2 separate regions of the Ovis aries genome follow, and region 1 is linked to region 2. The links are chromatin contacts, called in public Hi-C maps. All regions are on one chromosome and are shown on one strand. The core of a region is the stretch at or near the end of the contact, and the rest is flanking DNA. Distances in the headings are between cores, read along the strand shown. Region 1 holds the start of CD276 (CD276 molecule). Region 2 overlaps NPTN (neuroplastin).

Region 1 (5,348 bases), core at 663-3,162, 61 kb after region 2:
AGTAAAGTCATGAATGAGTTCAACCTCACAATTTTTTTCCTAGAAAAAATATTTTTGAAATTTCTTAAAGGCTGTCTCCACAAGAGCAGAAACTGGTTCACAATACTTCTAATCTCATCTCTAAAAGATTGATTCAGCAGCTGAATTTTAACACATATCTTTAACAATCAGAATCTTTTTTGTCTAGATCCCCCATCACCATGCTTCCCACCATGTATCCATCTTCTCTAAGGGATTTCAGTTCAAAACCCAGTTCAATTATCTTCAGTTCAATCATCTCCTTTCCACTGTACCCTGAACACATCCCAGGAACTACTTTTATGTTCCTCAGAAATAATGTCTCTTCTGTTTTGAAACTTTTCGACCTTAAAAACACACTTCCCTCCATCTCCCTCTCTCCAGTGCCGGCCCTCAATCCCACCACTGCAGTTTCAGCTGTGTGAAAGGCCCAACCAATATCATACAGCACTTGCCAAAACTCAGCTCCTCCCTTCCCTAATATATCCTCCACACTGCAAACTAACATTACACCCCCGGCTTCCTGCATTTTACTCCCTTCCCTTATTTTCTGTCTTCCCCTACTTCCATTTCTATAGCCAGGCATCCTTATTTCTCTAACAAATAATTCCCCCTACCTCAGTTTCAACCCTTTCTCCCCATCCTCTGCTCGTTTTTCCTCTCCTTATTTAGAAACTCCTTTTTGCTCTCCCAACCACTACCCTAGAATGCCCAACACTCCACCCTCCTTAGCAAACCCAGCCCTCTTCCCCCACTTCGTTTACAGCTTCTGCTGCTCCTCTTTCCAGATCCCCTATTGCAGTCAACCCACTACCTCGGCTTTCCACCCACCTTCCCGCCACCTCCACAGCCAAGGCTCCCTGATTCCTTACCCCCTCCTTAAGGCTCTAGTACTCTGCTCAGTATTCTTCAGGACTCCCTTCCCCCAACGTCTCATTATTTTTTAAGGATGTCACCAGTCTTACAGGGCCCCAGAAGAACCTTGGACGACTCCAGCGCCCAGGACCCCCGTTCATCTCTGGAGCCTGATACCACTCTCTGTCACCTTAAACACAAATGTCGGTCTTGTGTAGCCTTCTTTAAACACTGCACCCCTTCCTCATCCGCCCCCGCTACTCCAGCTCCTCAGGTCGGCTTCTTCGGGGACCCCTCCCCGACTCGGAGCGACGAGCCCCAAGATGAGCAGCCTCTAAATTAGCAACACCTCAAGCTCTCATCGGACGCCCCCAGCTCTCGGACAGGCGCCTCTGGTTCTCACACCCGCGCGCCTCTTCGAACTCGCGACCGGCATTTGGTCCTGTCGGGCCCGCAGCACCTCAGACTTCGACCAGCCCCCTTCCCCGGACTCCGCCACCTCCTCCGGCCCCGAAATGCCCTCTCCGGCCGCCACCGTCCCTCAGCCCCCGCCCGGCCGGCCCCCGGCGCCCTGCTTACCGTTCTGAGCGGCGCCTGGCCCTGGGAGGAGGGAGCCAGAAACCAGCAACAGTGAGAGGGCCAGGGCACTGGGAAGCGACGAGCCCGACATCCTCCCTGCAGAAGACGGAACAGCGAATGGGCCGGGGCCGGAGCCGGGGCCGGGGAAGGGAGGGGAGGGAGGGAGGGGGCGGGCGAGTGCGCGAGGGAGAGAGCGAGGGAGGCAGCCGTGGCAGGGCTCCGTCCTTCCCCGTCCTCCTCCTACCGCCGCAGCGCCCAAGCCTCGCGAGACCTTCGCTCCGGGCCGTGGGCGGCTGAGGAGCGACAGCATCAAGGCTCGCGAGAGGAGGCAGGCTCAATCGATCCCCCGCCCCTCGGATTCCGCGTCCCCGCCCCTGCAGAGGCTGATTGGCCTAGCGGGAGGTGGGTCACGTGCCAAGGGCGCTTCTGGCCACGTGACGGTTCGAGGCGGGGCTCCTCCGGCTTTCTTGGCCTTGGGGAACCGACGGTTCTATGTTCTGCTGATTCCTCTGCGAAGTCGGAGCTCCCATAAATAAGAGGAAGCTTTGAGAATATATTTCCTCCGCCCATCCTGCCTTTCATTAGTTGGAGGTCTTGGCTGCAAAATTTAATGCACCACCGGCCTTACTCTTATTGTTCCCTATCAAACTCCTATTATTTCTTCCTCCTGGACTTCCTTCTGGACTTTAACCTTAGACCTATTCCTCGCATCTGGCTTCAACCTCCCACTTTAACCCCCTGTATTAACCTTCTAGGCTAAGTGGTGCACTCCGCGTGCCTGGTATTACCTTGTGCTTTACTGCTTCTTCATCTCCCTCTGCGTGAAATGTCCTCCTTTTCTTCGCCCTTCTATTCCCCCGCCCCCATTTTGGCCTTATTTTAACTACCTAGAATCTCAGGCCTGAAAATCAACTAGACTAATTGCTCGTTAGGCAGTTTGGGCACTAAATTCTACAAGGAAGTCAACATGTATTAACTATACGAAATATCTTCAGAAGTATTTTTGTGCAGCAAACATTTACTGAGTACTTACTGTGTGCCGTGAAACCTACGTGAAAAAGTGGTCCTTACTATCACGAAGTTCACAACCCAGCTTATTAGAAGAGCGAGGAAGAGGGCAAATGACTGCACAGCAAAACGACCCATTGGAAAGGAACCAGCTGGGTGCTCTGGCAGTGTCACTACTGTTTGGATGGAAGTTTGGGGAATGCCCTTTCTAAGGATATTTTTGGTACAACCTGAGCATCATCAGTCCTTGGTTGCTAAAGGAGTTTCTGGGTCTTAGCTCATCCCTGACTCAGAGCAGACATCCGGGGGAGTGTCTGTGGAATGAAACTGAGAGGGGCCAAGTAAGCAGTCCTGGTGACCTGACTCAATTTGAAGTGAAAACTTGAAAAATCTGGAAGAAGGAGCATTCACCATAACCTTCACTCAAGCCAAAGTGGTCTCAAGCTTTCAGTGTGAACCAGACACCTGGTGGTTCCAGCCTGAGCTTTCTAGCAAGCTACAACTATGGCGTATTGTTGACCTAAATGAAGCATTATCCTTCAAGACCTCAGGTGAGTGATAAAAAGCTTGGCATGTGTCTTTGGACAAAGGCCATTGTGCAGACAGCTCTGGCTGGAGGGCTACAGGGCTCCTGGTGAGACCAGGATTTTCAGCTGATGGGAGTTTTGATGGGATGCAACCATCCTGCCTCATCATCAAAATCTGTATCTGATGGGGAGACTTTGAACAAGGAATCCTTACAGAACAATGGTGCTCGTTTAGTGGGTTGGGAAATTGAGACTGAGAGAGGCATAAATTACCCAGGATCTGAATGGTGTTGGTAATCATTACTACCAAAAAAATCTGGTTTGCCTCCTTCTAGGAACACAGCAGGGGTGCCTTTCCTTTCCTCTTGAAGGGGGGAATAGCATGTGACTTGCTTCCACCAGGCCAGTGAAAAGTGACATGCATCATTTTTAAGCAGGATTTCTTTTCAGTTGAAGACACCGGAGCATACTCTCTTCCCTGCATGGAGATCAGTGATCATGATCACTGGCATGTGTCAAAATGAAGCTTATGTCAGCCTGGGTTCCTAAGTTAGCATGAAAACCCCAGACCTCCTGCTAAACTGGTAGTTCCTATTGACTTAAGCTACTGAGATTCAGAGGTGTTTTCTCTTGCATAACTTGGACTATTCTGGGTAGGGAAAACAAGTCCACCCCACTACTGCCACCACCATCTACTAACTGTGGCTTGGACAAGTGACCTGTCCCTCTGGATCCTATTTATCTGTCAAATGATGTTAATGATAGTATTGATACATACTTAACTCATATGATTTAAGAGCAGTAAATGACTAAACTTATGTACAATGTTTAGATCGGTTTCTGGTTCATGTAAACACTCAAATGTTGGTGATAATGATAAATACTATTGCTGCTGCTGCTGCTGCTGCTGCTGCTGCTGCTACAATATTAACTCCAGCCCCTCTGCTCTTCCCACTGTGTCATGCTTCTTACAAAAAGTGATTCAGGAAGAAAATTTTAAAGTACAGTGTTACCATCGACTCTAAAAACCTGCAGTTATGAGGATTCTTTTTACCTAGAAGAAAATGTCATCAAATTCCATGATAGTAGCTGTGGTTTCAGACCTCCTTTTAGGGGGAAAAAAAATCTTATAACTCAGTACCTTTTTTAAAGGAATCTAGGACTGATGCTGAAGCTGAAGCTCCAATACTTTGGCTACCTGATGCGAAGAGCGGACTCATTAGAAAAAAACTCTTAATTTTGGGAAAGATGGAGGACAGGAGGAGAAGAGGGCGAGAGAGGATGAGATGTTGGATAGCATCATTGACTCGATGGACATGAGTCTGAGCAAATTCTGAGAGATAGTGAAGGACAGGGAACCCTGGTGTGCCGAAGTCCATGGAGTTACAAAGAATTGGACACAGCTGAGCAACTGAACAACAAGGAATTTAACTTTTTCCTCTTTTTTAAGGTTTATATTACACATAAACATTCTCTCTACAGGTGTGTGCAGCTGTGTGGGAGGATGGCTGAACTCCTTGTAATATCTCATAAGAGACTTAGAGGTCCTCAGGGCTCAGGCTAAAACACATTTTCCTGGCCTCCAGGGACTGCTTGAAGTGAAGTGAAGTGAAGTGAAGTGACGTGAAAGTCACTCAGTCATGTCCAACTCTTCGTGACCCCATGGACCACAGTCCATGGAATTCTCCAGACCAAAAATACTGGAGTGGCTAGCCTTTGCCTTCTCCAGGGGATTTTCCCATCCCAGGGACTGCTTGGAGATCTGGTTTTCCAGTATTGATAGTGCCTCTTAGTGACAAGATAGAGCATTCTCAATTGAAAGGCTTTCCTGGTTTGGTTGATTGGTTGGTTCGTTCATTTGTTTTTGGTGTGGTTCATTGTCTTTGGAAGGATGCAAGTGTTAATAGAGTTTGACATTGAACTTCCCTCTGGTTTCCCTACTCTTTTCTCTGCAAAGATCTGCTCTTTCCATTCAGATATACCACCCTGCCCATCTTGATTGCTGTCATCTTCTGACCCACCAAAGTAATTTTTCCCCTGCTCCTTCCAGCTGTTAGCACAATCATTGAACTCTGGGTGAGTTCAGTATTCATGTTTATGATCTAGTCAATACCTTGGTCTCTTATCTCCAGAAACCTTCTCAACTGAGCCACCACTTCCATGGTTACACCCTCAACATTTTAGTGATCCATAAAAGGCTCCATCTTTGGAATATGAAAATATCATAGATCTCACTTTCCATTTACTCTTCTATCCTTTCAGTTCCATGTTCTAGGACCTCATTTGCTGTCATTCTTCAATCTCATTGAGACCACTAATCCATTAATCCCACAAATTCTCATTGTCCATTCTTCACTTCCC
Region 2 (5,786 bases), core at 1,848-4,347:
TGATTAGTTTTTTCTCTACTTACCACCACTGTCTCGTCTCTTCTTAATTATATACAGGCAGCGCTGTGCTCTCTGGCACTTAACTAATTTGGGCACACTTCTGCCTCTGACTTCTTAGTCCCCAGCTCTAAGAAAGACTGCAAATCTTGGACTGATTCAAAATTTGTAGTTCTGTCTCTCTTGAATACCCACAATTTAATGGAGCCAGGCAGTTTATCCATGCTATAGTCTAGCTTGAACAAAACCTAAAGCCTCATATATAATCGTCATTTCCCCCACAGTATCAATTTAAACATATGGGGTGTGCAAAATTTTAAACATTTTTTTTGCATGGTATTCCACTTTAGATTGCTACTAAGAACAAAACTGTACAGCCTGTCCTGGGAGTCAAAGGGCTATCAGTCAGCTCCATGTCCAGCTAAGAAGTCTACACGGCAACACTGCTTTCCATTCACTGTCTTCCCCTACAATCTTAGCTATGCCCTTTAATTAAACTGTAAATATAAAATAACCCAACCAGTAACTACTGAACCAAAGTCCAATAAAGTACTTACATTGGCCCAGCTGGTTCATCATCTACACAGGTATCCAGGTTTTAATAATCCATTGAGAGAGAGGAGAAGAAGGGAGAAAACTGTGAGACTCTACATCAGGGTTAATAGAACAGCAAACGGCAAGTGGCAAACATGGCTATTCATAGCATTTATTCAAGGCCATTCCATCTGGAGGTGCAAAACACTCATGGAGTTATTATTTCTAGATTCAGGTTTTTAATGGCAGGTATGTTGTTTCAATGGTTTTAGTTAACACTTTGAATGCTTGTCATGAAAAACTGCAACTGTAGCGGACAGATAGGCTGCAATATTATTATACTCATCTTGTCCCCAAGTTCCAGTGGTTCACTCTTATATAGATGAGAAGACAAACCAACATTTCAGTTGTAAAATCCTGCTGTTTGTTTTCTTGTGGTGAATGCATGCATAGTTTTGACTCAATCCTGCAAAGTAAGATGGATATGGATGTGTATGTGCCATACGTTTAGCCACACATCCTCTCTTCCCCACAGGACACTGTTCTTGCTGTTCTGTAATCTTTACGAGTGTCTGGAGTCTGGAGAATAAGATAGAGGAAGCCACAACAGTTCAATCTAATAGTGGGTCAGTCAGGCTGGGCTGTGCCAGCAGCAAGCATATGCAGACCAGAAGATGCTCTGTAACCAACCAGAGAAAGCTGAGTAGTGCTGACATCCCTCTAGAGAAGACTTCAGACAGAAAAACAGGCTCATTCTTGCGCCCTGGCCAAAACCAGAACCTGAACCCAGATGAGCCATGAGTTATCTTTTTTTTTTTTTTTTAATCAAAACACTTATATTATCTGGAGTTTAGGTGCCTTCTTAAATTGGTATTTTCTGATTCTGATTTACCAAGTTTTTCTTCCCTGTTTCAACTAAGGGCAACTTGGTTCCCTTTAATCAGGGTTATATGTGTGTGTGTATATGTGTGTGTGTGTGTGTGTGTGTGTGTGTGTGTGTATGTACACAGACACACAAGATTTTTTTAAAGGCCCATAAAGGTGGGGGAACAAGTTAAGTGCTCTTAGTTTCTTTTTATTTTACAAAAGTCAGGTAGACTAAATGATTCAGAACTGAAGGCTTCTAGAAAAACTCTCAGCAGGATTCCACAAGGGGGCTTGGTGCACATGAAGCAGTTATGGAGATTACAGTCTCAGTGTAGGCATCTGCAGGAGCACACGTCAGGAGTAATGTCTGTCAGAGGGAGACATTGCTCCACCTGTTCCTTCGAGGCAACGGAGAGGCAAAGCCACCGCCAGCACACACAGTGACTGGAGCAAAAAAGATTTCAAAAAAAAAAAAAAAAACAAACAAAAAATAACAAAAACAGAAACAAAACTAACCACAAACCAATGACTTATCAGCCAAAACAATAGGCTAGTGACACACCAGTGTCCACAGGATTCTACTACTAAAACAGCACACTATTGAACAGTACAGAGAACGCACTAAGACTTAGACACCCAAGACAGCTGTGCGCTGTTATACGGTGGAATTGTACAGAGATGCATCGGGCACTGAGACACACGAGCCTGGCCTGGATCCTCCCTCAGCACAATCAACCAACGCTCTCAGCGCCCCGGCCACACCAGCTCAGCTACATGCTAGGAACTAAGCACTGCAGGACTGACGGGAGCAGACGTAGAGTATTTTCAGTGCTCTGGCTGTGTACCCGAAAACACAAAATTCTAAAGCAAGATAGCTGATTCAAGAATATCACCAATCTACTCCCAATTTTAAGAGAAAAAAAAAGCAGGGGAGAGGGAATCGCGATCCCGCCAAGCTCATCTTTTCAAAGCGTGACAATGTCAGCACCAACCCAAGCACTTCACACCATGAGCTTTTCTTTCTTCAGTAATGTGGATGTATGTACACCCTTGTGCCTGACTAATAACGTCATTTCCCAGCCCAACAAGCCGATTAATGTGCAAAAGGGCTGCATGAAAGGGTTTTACCAAGAGTGGCTCTGGTGTAGCTGCCACCATGCCTGCAAATGGGAGCAGCTGCTGTTCCCAACAGTGTCTACATCTCACAGCCCCTTCGTCTCTCTCCCCAAACTCACTTTCACATTTACAAGGAACGAAGAGCCTCAAGTCTCCCATTTCCCTAAACTGAACCACTATCTGCAGTACCACTCTCTCTTTACAGGTCAAACAAAATAACAAGTTGACCTCTAACAGGGAAATCGGCAGAGAGGGAAAGAACAGAACTACAGAAAAAAGGTACGAAAATTAAAGTAAATGAGGATTAAACAGCAAACTGAAATCCAAATTAGTTGTGAAAGTGAATGAAGTAAACTTGAAGAAAAGTGTTAACATTATGAACTGTGCATCGTATAGACTGAAGCGGAGATTAAACAAACTCCAAAAGCATGCATATCACTCACTTACCACCATGTTTTAAGGGTTTGATGCAATTGAGGGGGGAAAAAAAAGAAGTCATAGTAACCGACAAGTATCAACATACCCCCAAACCCTCAGGCCAAAAGACAGCCACTTAAACAATGACTACTCTCTCCAGCTGGGTATTACTCACAGCCACTGACTAAATGAGGAAGAGGGCTGGGGGATAATGGAAACAAGATGCTTCTGGAATCCATCTTATGAGTGAAGTTCCTGGTGGGGCTGTTTCACGCACTGATTCAGCTAAATGTTGTCTACCCGATCGAATGCACTAGAACCCTCACTCCCCTTCGCCTACATTGCCCCAGAATCTGGAAGGGTGCTCTGCGATGCCTAGTAAATAGCAGCTTACTTGATATACCACCATCTCAAAAAAGATGGCTTTAATGTCAAAATGAGTTGATTGGTCAAAGCTCCTTTTTCACTGCCTCATCTCACTGAGGATGAGGTTTTTATGGTTTCTAAAACCACTTAAATTTTGCAAGATCTCAGAAGAGTAGCACAAAACCCAAGAAAGATTAACAATTACTTCCAATTTGCTTCCTTGTTCAGTCCTATTATATTTTCTTCATAAGGTAACTTGTTACTGGCTCAGATGACCCCTGCTTAAGAGACAACACGTGTTTCATGCATCATTTTTACAATTCCTATTTCTTTCCCAACATTCCTGGCCTTTGTAAAGCTTCATATGCTACCAATGTTTTGACCATCTAATTGATTTTGGCACATTAGACTAGCTCTTAATTCTGAAGTGTCAAAGAGAGTTTGGATACATCACAGCCACTAAAAATGGTTCCCACAAAACTGCAAGTATCTTTCGTACCAGTAACTTAAAGGAAAAGTGCCTATACTTGCTTATAAAGGTTATCTCCCTAATGGTGAATGTAGAAGACTCTTTTTGATGCCAACACTTTTATTAAATCAGCTTCTGTTTTCATTCAAGGTCAGTAAAATGTGCAGTAGAACTGAAGGCCCCAACAGCTGAGCAGGCTCACTCCCCATCTCCTCAGGGTACTGGGGAGAGAGCTGAAAGCATACTCTATTCACCCTCTGGGTTCAGTCAGCAGGGAATCAACACAGACGGTGTGCTCCAAACATGTGTCCAGCAGTAAGATGGATAGAAGACTAGAGGGATGCTAGCTGTATTTAGTCTTTTTAGAGAAATATCATTTAACACTTTCAAAGAATGTAGTCAGGAGGTGAGTAAACAAAAAACAAAGCCCTCACTTGGCTCCATGATTCATCTGTTATTAAAAATATTGACAGTAAAAGGTGACAAGCAGATAATCTACGTACAAGACAACCTATTGGGGCACTAATCCTCAAAGACACCATAATAGGGACCTAAGGGATTTAGATATAAGTTTCACTACAAAATGTCCTAAAAACACTCTACTTTTTCTAGTAGACAAAAAGTTATGGGCCTTTTAAGCTGCTAAACATTAACCCTAAGTATTTTCTATGTAAGAAATTTAAAGCAGTATTTGCTTTTCTAGTGAAACTTAGGCTGAACTATGTAAGTTGAAATTTGTGTTTCTATACTTTTGTATTATTCCCTTAGTGCTTTTCTAATATAGTGCTAAGTTATAAAAAACTCATAAACTGCCCAAATATAAATACTATGACTTTTATATAAACTTTTTTCATATAAAAAAGGTTGAGTTAGAAATACATTATTGCTGTATCTTGAGAATAGTATACCCATTGGCAAAGAAAAAGCATGTCAGGCCTCTTTAAAAAAAAAAAAAAACAATTTTCACAATGGTATAAATAAGTCAACACAGAGCTATGAACGGTCATTTGATAGGTAAAAAATTTATCACCTCTAAAATTCCAAATCTGTATCAGGTATAATGTACCTCTTCATTCATTCCCAAAAGGAGTGTATGCATATATCTGTATGTAAATCTGAGGCAGGGCAGATGGGAGGAAAGCACATGAGGTGAGTTTGCTCTTGTGAATTGCACAGGAGTTGAGGGGAAACTGGCTAAAGAAGAAAAAGACACAGCATAAGGAAAAGTCATGGAGGAACTTTTTTTTAAAAAATTACTTCCAGAAGAAAAGAAAAAAGGGGAGGGCAGGAATAGGGAGGAGTCTGAGAAAAAGAGGGAGAAAGACAAAGGAGAAAACTATGGGATGGAAATGCTCAAGCAAGGGCAAGGGACATGACAGAGAATGGAGCCTGGACCGTGCTGGCTATGGGGGGGGGGGGGGGGGGGGGGATGGAAAGAAGGCAAACATCGCAATAATCCCAGTATCCCAGATTTTTCACCCCAATTCAACAACAACAAAGTAAAAGCTGCTTGCGTTACGGCATTTTTCTAAGACACTAGAGCAAGAAGGTTTTACTTTGCACTTACCCTGCAGTCATCTCTTTTACTAGGATTCATTCATTCTCCATAATAATTTATCTTAAAAGAAGTATTTTCCCCTTAGGAAGCTGTTCATGAGTTTTGCTGGCCACAGATGTCTCTTATTAGAAACGGATCCCCATTTGTGTTCAACAGCCACAGAGCTCTTAAAAAAAAGATAGCTGCTACCTTGGGCAGGTGCTTGCAGTTGTCAGAATCAATGCTAACCATTCCTCAGGTTAGCACTGAGGTCTTCCATACATGCTGGGACAGCAACCTGGTAAATGAAATGGCTTCCTGCAAAAACGACTAGAATCTCTGACAGGGACAGGCTAAGCCAATGTGTCACTCTGCCAACAGAGGGGCAGCCAGCCTTGTCTTAAAAGTTAAAAAATCAAGTTTTGAAGCTCATTTTTACCTTATTCTACTGACTTTTTGCAGCTCAACCTTTCCAAAACAGAA

The links. A called contact is a pair of places that touch in the nucleus more often than the background predicts.
Region 1: a contact with region 2 is called in a Hi-C map of hypothalamus, with 1.8 times the contacts expected there. The contact joins the promoter of CD276 here to the enhancer-like site in region 2. A contact is called at or near these places in 3 of 16 Hi-C or Micro-C datasets (hypothalamus, liver and skin fibroblasts).

The regions. Positions count from the first base shown.
Region 1 is chr7:20,256,583-20,261,930 of ARS-UI_Ramb_v3.0, forward strand. It overlaps CD276 (CD276 molecule), which reads left to right and starts at 1,913. Exons shown (of 10, transcript XM_027971575.2): 1 at 1,913-3,011. The coding sequence starts at 2,985. NPTN (neuroplastin) reads right to left here and starts at 1,716. Exons shown (of 8, transcript XM_042252141.2): 1 at 1,453-1,716. The coding sequence starts at 1,543.
Region 2 is chr7:20,193,949-20,199,734 of ARS-UI_Ramb_v3.0, forward strand. It overlaps NPTN (neuroplastin), which reads right to left. Exons shown (of 8, transcript XM_042252141.2): 6 at 555-576. Among named protein-coding and RNA genes, the nearest start is that of NPTN, 61 kb to the right of the region's middle. Within about 2 kb of position 3,098, at least 7 of the 54 cell types and tissues checked have an H3K27ac peak or open chromatin away from gene starts, as enhancers often do. A contact at or near this core is called in hypothalamus, where this site is marked.